Regions from separate parts of the Salvelinus alpinus genome. Here region 2 is linked to region 1. The links are chromatin contacts, called in public Hi-C maps. All regions are on one chromosome and are shown on one strand. Each heading gives the region's core, a stretch centred on a gene start, on an enhancer-like site or on the middle of the called end of the contact. The rest is flanking DNA. Distances are from core to core; before and after follow the strand shown.

What was found. Hi-C and Micro-C count contacts between places; a contact is called where the count stands out from the background.
Region 2: a contact with region 1 is called in a Hi-C map of muscle, with 16 times the contacts expected there. The contact joins the promoter of LOC139574428 here to the promoter of LOC139574426 in region 1. A contact is called at or near these places in 3 of 3 Hi-C or Micro-C datasets (liver, muscle and red muscle).

Annotation. Positions count from the first base shown.
Region 1 is chr4:74,113,375-74,117,489 of SLU_Salpinus.1, reverse strand. It overlaps LOC139574426 (calnexin-like), which reads left to right and starts at 2,373. Exons shown (of 14, transcript XM_071398983.1): 1 at 2,373-2,462. LOC139574427 (alpha-1,3-mannosyl-glycoprotein 4-beta-N-acetylglucosaminyltransferase B) reads left to right here. Exons shown (of 15, transcript XM_071398984.1): 15 at 1-1,249.
Region 2 is chr4:74,297,243-74,301,357 of SLU_Salpinus.1, reverse strand. LOC139574428 (sequestosome-1-like) reads right to left here and starts at 1,983. Exons shown (of 7, transcript XM_071398985.1): 1 at 1,672-1,983; 2 at 535-630. The coding sequence starts at 1,840.

The DNA of each region.
Region 1 (4,115 bases), core at 1,124-3,623:
AATATAGGCACATTATGATTATGGTTCCAACATCTGTTTGAGATTTATTTCATGAACCATCTTCCCTAACATTGTTTTTTCCCCTTCTCCGCCTATCAATTTGCCTTAATGTGACATGAAGTTAACCAGGTTGTGGGGATAAATCAATGTAAGGCAAGGCCAGACACAAGCTACTCAATTGCATTAGCTAGGGAACTGGAAAAGACAGCGGCCTCAATAATACAGGAAACATTTCTCATTTACAGGAAGCATATCTGTTGGATTTTCTCTGTCCGCCACATATCAGATACACAAGGTTAGTTGTAATCCAAGGAGCCACATATCAGATACACACATGGAGTAATTGTCTGGACTAGTCGGATGTAAGAGAAATATGTAGCTCTAATCAATGCATGAAGAATCATCTTTACTTCTCAGTAGAATCTATGTTTCTCATAATGACCATGAAGAAGTCAAGGAAGGAGGTCTCATGAGAGAGTGAAACTCCAATATGACAACCCCTCTTGTTCCACATGTTCTGCACTACTACTATAATGAATTGATGGTGGAATTTATTAAAGTACTATAATTGTCCTGACACCAGACTTATACATCTTCCAAATAGGCTCTGTGACGGCAAGGGCCAAACTCAAGTTCTATGTATTACTAGATGCAAAGTATTTTGCAGTTAAAGGGACACATTCATTTGCTTTTGCATACTTGGATCCAAAAACCATTCCTTTATCAGAGCCCAACCGAAAAACCATTGAAAGCCCTTGATCGAAATCTAAAGTGTTGTCGGCACAGAACAGGAGTATGGGATTTCAGCCAATACAAGTGTACTGAAAGAGAAATTAAACTTGGGGACTTAAATCAGAAGTGAGGCCGCTTTTCTATCGAATACAGAATGCAACATTGATTCTGCTCAATGTTAACACAGTTCCTCAGCAACAACTGACCTAAACTTGTTTTCCATTTATTGGGGTGTGTACTCCAGTAAACAGGCTGTTTTAGGAGCCCCTTCGTTGCTATCGGTATGGCCACAATACAGTAGCAGGTGCGTGGGTGCATTAAGTCAATGTAGGGCTATGGATAGAAAAATCTGGACTGTACCCAATGAGCAAAGAAGGAGAAAGAGTTTTCTTTTCTTGTAAGGTGCACTGGAATGCTTTGCTATTATATGTTGTATTTTGTATCATTTAGATAAAATATATTTAATGATGTTATCTATCCATTCTGTGAATTGTAATAAAGACGGAATTTCAATTGACATGGGTTTGTTTTTGTTTCAAGTTATTTGCTCTGGTCAATTCAATGCAAATCTGAGTAATCTCGTGTGAATTAGTCTGCTTTTGTGAAAGGTAGGCTACGCTACTTTTCTGGTACCAAATCACATGTACATGGGTCACATTCCTTGCATATTTCATTAATGGACCATGTGACTGCAAAGTCCCATTGATATTTTGACACCATAGGCTTTGGTGCTCGGTAGGATGCAAGTGAGTAGGCCTATGTGTAGCTATGACATTGTACTAGATAGAATTGGAGTGCCCGTTTTCTGCAATGCAACTTTGAAAGGCAATGTACACATTCACTGTAAACGCTGCATAAACTATGTCGGCTCAATCGGAAATTACCTAAATAAATGTCCATTGCGCTATAACCGTTCCTTCCGCAGGTCGGATTGAATGCATCTCTAGGCCATAATGTTTTGTGATAATATTGTAGGGTAGGCTATTTGATATTTTCATTTAGCAGCATACAGTCAGGGCACTTCAGAAAACAGGATGTATAGAATACAGCATTCATTTTCAAACATTATCATCCACACAATATAAAGCGCTTTGAGCACATGTAAAAGCACTACATAAATCCAGTCCATTATTATGGGGTTCAAATACCCCCAAATTTGGCCAGGATGGGGGCATGCAATTAGCATTTGTTGTTGTTTATGATCAGAAAAAAAGAACTGTATCCAAATTAATGCATCCATCAACAGGGATTTAATTATATTGTACATTATTGAATAAGCCTACACCATATTCAATAAGCCTCACATTCAGAATGATCACATCGGCGCTTTAGTTGATAAATTAATTTGTAAAGAGTTTGACTATTTTATTCGAACTTCACAAAGTACATAAATCATTAATTGATGATAAACTACAATAATCATCAATCATTTTCGCTGCTGCAAATTTATATTTGAGCCTTGTCTGACTATAACCAATCGGCATGCATTTCCTCTTAGAGCTGGACAAATCATCGCCGTCCACGAGGTTGAGATTGGGGGCGGAGACCATTCATTGTGATGAGCGTGTAGTACAAGCAATCAAATTCCTATAATTCCCGGAAAAGATCAACGTTTTCATGTTAGCAACCAATCAGCAAGTGGAGAAGGTGGAGCTACTAATCCAGTATGCATGCTCCAAAGCCACACGTGATCCGGCTGTAGTTCCAAGTGATCACATCTGAATCAGGAGGTAAGTAATGACGAACAAATATCACTTCTTACAAACATAAATCGCTAAATTATAATTTCAGTCTAAATTGACATAGAATGTTCAGCTGTTTGCATACAGGCCAGTATCGTTTAATTGCAATACATGTATCTTACTGAATAAGATCAAGAATCCATGCGTGGTCTTAGCATAGACTGGCTAGCTGACGGCCAGCTAGCAAGCTAATTTAGGCTAGTTAGTAATTAAGATAACAAATGAATGTCATTGTTCCGTTTATTGTCATGTAACACTGTCAGTTGCACACTTTGCTCGTGTGTTCATTTTGCCGACATTTTGTGTAAGACAAGTTGCACTAGCTAACTTGGCTACATGGGATGCATCGAACGTGGATAGCAAGCAATACCAGCCTCGAGTAGAAGCAAGGAAAATTGACAAATATTTCCTCTGTGAAAATTTTGGAACGTTATTGTAACAAACTATATTGTAGTTGACTAACGCTAGAAATCAGTAAAACATGTGGTGATGATGCAGCAGTATGTGTCATGGTGCGAAACAAATATGTGGCTATTTAAATCTCGTACACAAGTAAATGAATGGACTCATGATAAGCATTCTGCCATAATTATGTAGCTATGTCCTTTTTCGTGTGGTCATTGTAATCGCGTTTCCTGTATTGGATATGGTGGGTTACATTAGCGTACTACCTTCAAAAGGGGGTTATCAAGATGAGTACTATAGCTAGCTACAGATAATATTCGTATATGTGAAATAATTTCCCTTAGAAGCTACATGAAGCCTGCTTGTAGGAATTGCCACCTTGTTGCCCCTGTTCTACCATGGAAACGGGTATTCCTGGCAAGGCACTTAGAAGTCTGACCAGTTTTGCAAACCCACTTCCGCCACTGAATGAAACCAGAAAGTGCAACGGCTAGATAGAGGTCATACAGCGCCCTCTTGGAAATGTGGCTTTTACAGTTTGCTTATCTAACGGAATTGGTTAGCTTTGGGACACATCAGAAGTCTTTGTATTGGTTGGACTCCCCGAGTTGTGCATCGATCTGGTGGCTGGCGACAGAAAATAACCATATCACAACATAGCCAGCTTCACCCCCCCCCCCCCATTTTTTCTGCATCCACGGCACATGTATAATTTCGAGGAACTCGACTTACCAGATGTAAAGTGAAATGTTAACATCGCTATCGAATAAATGTCTGAATCCAACTTTTGTCTGAACTGCACCATATTCCTGCTGTGTGTGAAGTGCTTGGTCTAATTGCAGGAATATGGTGCAGTTCGGAGAACAATTGGATTCAGGCGCTTATTTGATAGCGAGGAACACTTCACTTTATATCTGGTAAATCAAGTTCCTAGAGATTATACGTATGCCTTTATTGACAGGAAAAGTTTTTGGGGGGTGTAGTTGTGGTATGGGTTATTTTTCGTCGCCACCCACCAGAAGGATGCAGAACTCAGGGAGTCCAACCAATACAGACTCCCGATGTTGTTTCCCAAAGCTAGAATTGGTGTGTCTTATTGAATGGTTCACACATTTCTAGAAGGCTATTGTGAGAAATGTCATTGGTATTCGATGGATGAATATAAATTATTTATCTGAATGGGCGTAGGAAGTTGGACATTTGTTGTTTAACCTTGTTAAATAATAACTTCTCAGT
Region 2 (4,115 bases), core at 734-3,233, 180 kb before region 1:
GCTCCCGACGAACAGTTATTGTGCTGACATTGCTACCAGAGGCAGTTTGGAACTCGGCAGTGTGTTGCAACAGAGGACAGACTGTTTTTTAATGCGCTTCAGCACTCAGTGGTCCTGTTCTGTGAGCTTGTGTGGCGTACCACTTCGCTGCTGAGCCTTGTGGCTCCTAGACATTTCCACTTCACAATAACACCACACAATAACACCACTTAGTTGACCGGTGCAGCTCTTGCAGGGCAGATATTTGATGAACTGACTTGTTGGAAAGGTGGCATCCTATGACAGTGCCACATTGAGTCACTGAGCTATTCAGTATGGTCATTCTCCTGCCATTGTTTTTCTATGGAGATTGCATGAATGTGCTCAATTTTATACACCTGTCAGCAATGAGTCTAGCAGGTGTACTTATGAACTAAAATGTGTCAGTAACAATGAGAATGCTAAGTTATTCTAGTAATGATGACTTAATACATTACACATTAGTAACAATTCTATTCATTTTTTATCTATTAGATTTGATCACAAAAGACTCACCCTTGATGAAGAGGCGGAAGGTGTAGTCCTTGATGCAGGTGAGGCCCATGATGAGCTCATCATCAGTGGAGAAGGCGATCATGTCACCGTCTTCATCTGGGTAGAAAATAAACAAAGATGTCACATCTCACCCAGATAATTACATAATAGCTGCCAGAGTTCACAAGGACATCTGTCCACAGCTTATCCTCACTAGCTTTTTTATTTGAAGAACAATGGTTAGTTTAGGGAATATTGTTCATACAAAAGGTGTTGTGCTAAGACCAACAGGGTTGTCATTTTCCAAGTCATTTTTTTTATTTTTTTATGCCCTATTTAAATTGAATAGTATAATTCACTACCTGGTTTGACTGTTGGAATTTAATTGACCCCAACCCTGATGCCCAATATGGAAAACGTAAATGTTGTGATGTGGTACCAGTCAAGATTATTACTGTATGAAATAAGGTCACCTCTGATTCCCTTGGGTTGAGGAGGCTTATTGGGAGTAGAGCTCTAATACAGTTGGTATTAACCCAGGAGGGGGAAAAACGATGTTGCTAAGTTACGGCAAGAGACCCCACTTAGCAATCCTAAAAGCCTAAACACTGGCATAAAAAAAATGCCCCCTTCACTGTTTCCCATGAATGGATGTTTTGTCCACTATGAACTGCCAGGTGTTTAGGCAGGGCTAGTTGAGATAAATGTAGTATAACAACCTTTGCCTGTTGAAGAATGAAGACTTTAGTTGGTAACTGACTTAAATTTGCCACATTGCATGAATGACAAATGAAACGGGGCCTGCTCACTCAATTTCTCTGACATTCAGCATGAAATGCAATGTTAAATGTAGGCCTGTAAAAACGCTCTGTACCAACTCTATCAGATTTATATAGTGCAATATGGTACATAGACAAATTGTCTTGTTGAGCTCTATTTTGATCGGCAGATGGCTGAATTTATTGCAATTTTGACACGCTGTTCTATGCTTCGACATTTAGCTGTAGTCTAGTTTGTCCAGTGCGCACTGCGCTGCGCGCGGCGAACAATATTATGGAAGATTACAGCCAAACACCAATATTAAGATATGACAACATACTAAACGCAATCGAAGACACTACAATAGATTCCTATAATGGTTCACTAGTATAGGCTTACCTTTGTAATACATTTGGTAGGTGACATTTCGCAGGGTTGAGAAAACATCCTCAACCTTTTTTTTCAGATACTCAAAACTCGTTGAAACATCTTGGTCGACAGCAATGCGACGAATTTCTTTCGGCGCGTCCTCCTTCCCAAGGAGATAGGCTTTGACGGTCATAGACATGGTTGAGTCTTTTCAACAATTACAGCCCTATACTCGCTCCGAAATATTTGTTGCGCAGTTAAAATGTTGAAGGCCCGCTCCACTGCAAACTCGATCGCTGTCAGTGCGTCGTGCTTTTCTGGGTACAGTTCCGTTTATGAACCTTATATCGTTGTCACGTGTAGTATTTATGCAGCTGTCTAGCCAATCACGAGGGCTTGGAGCTGCTTCATGGGGAAGTCCACCGTTTCTAAATGGCGAAGGTACGTGGTATTCTGTTTCATTGGGACGTCCATACACTCCATTAAAGTAGAAATGTAAGGGTTACTGTAAGGGTAGGAATTAAATGGGTAATCATAAATTGCTCCATCCAGTTTTTGACTTATAAATTAATTATATGTACACATTGATTTTGAAAAATATAACTTATAAATGGCTTAGTTCAACCGTCCCCATCAGAACCCCAAATAAACTGGTTTTAAACAAATTAAACGTAAACAAAAACTACATCGTTTTAACCATGTTTTGAGGCTATGCTTTTGATATCATGGATGGTCAGTCATTGCATCCAAAGCTCTGTCTATGAATTTGTGAGTGGTTACATTTCTCAAGCCCTATCCATAAGCTTATTAGCGAAACAGGGGAAGGGAAAACGCTTTGTTATTGTTTCTACTGCTGATTCCCGATTTAAGGTTAGGGTTGGGTTTAGGGTAGGGATGTCCCAAGGACACCGGATAGCACTAACTAAATGACAAAGCTCTGCTCCTTCTGTTGTTGTGCGCAAAAGGATTCCAAGCTAATTGAAACAAATGGGTGGGACTCTAAAGGTTGAATGAAGTTGAAGGCCGAAGTATGACAAGGCACTTTCCGTACCGGAATTCCCCGCGTGAGATCAGTGTTGATCTACACTAGCTCGAACTGTTCCAGTGACTTCAAACATTGACCTTGACTTGCCTAGTTAAATAAATAAAAATATTACGCATTGACCTCGATGACTGTGATGATATTTGAAGACGGGCTTTACTGATTTTCTCGTCCAAAAAAATCCTCATAGCCTCGATCTATTTTATTACTATGTTATTAATAGTCTTAATAGCACAAGGCCTATAGTAGTGAGAGAGACAGATTCCATTAGTTCACGAGTTACCTACTTCTGTATAGCAGAATTCTATGTTATAGGGGTATAGGCTAATACAAAGTCCATAATACACCTACATGACCATGCACCTTGTTTTAGTGCAGATAGACGTAAACGAAAGACTATGTGTCCTAGCCTTGTTGGTCTACTTTGACTAAGCATTCTTGCAGTCATCATGAGTGAAACATGTTGGTTCCATGGCCTTAAACAAGACATGAGAAACAATATGTTTCATAATAGGTCACTTTATTTATTGTTTTTCAATATACAGTACCAGTCAAAAGTTTGAACACACCTACTCATTCAAGGGTTTTTCTTATTTTTTAAAACTATTTTCTACATTGTAGAATAATAGTGAATACATCAAAACTATGAAATAACACATGGAATCATGTAGTAACCAAAAACGTTTTAAGCGAATCAAAATATATTTTATATTTGAGATTCTTCAAAGTAGACACCCTTTGCCTTGATGACAGCTTTGCACACTCTTGGCATTCTCTTAACCAGCTTCATGAGGTAGTCACCTGGAATGCATTTCAATAAACAGGTGTGTCTTGTTAAAAGTTAATTTGTGGAATTTCTTTCCTTCTTAATGCGTTTGAGCCCATCAGTTGTGTTGTGACAGGGTAGGGGTGGTATATAAAGGATAGCCCTATTTGGTAAAATACTAAGTCCATATTATTGCAAGAACAGCTCACATAAGCAAAGACAGACAACAGTCCATCATTACTTTAAGACATGAAGGTCAGTCAATTCGGAAAATTTCAACAACTTTGAAAGTTTCTTCAAGTGCTGTCGCAAAAACCATCAAGTGGTATGATGAAACTGGCTCTCACGAGGACTGCAACAGGAAAGTAAGAGCCAGAGTTACCGCTGCTGCAGAGGATAAGTTCATTAGAGTTACCAGCCTCAGAAATTGCAGCCCAAATAAATGCTTCACAGAGTTCAAGTAACATACACATCTCAACATCAACTATTCAGAGGAGACTGCGTGAATCAGGCATTCATGGTCAAATTGCTGCAAAGAAACCACCACTATTATAGGACACCAATAAGAAGAAAATATTGCTTGGGCCAAGAAACATGAGCAATGGACATTAGACCGGTGGATCTGTCCTTTGGTCTGTTGAATCCAAATTTGAGATTTTTGGTTCC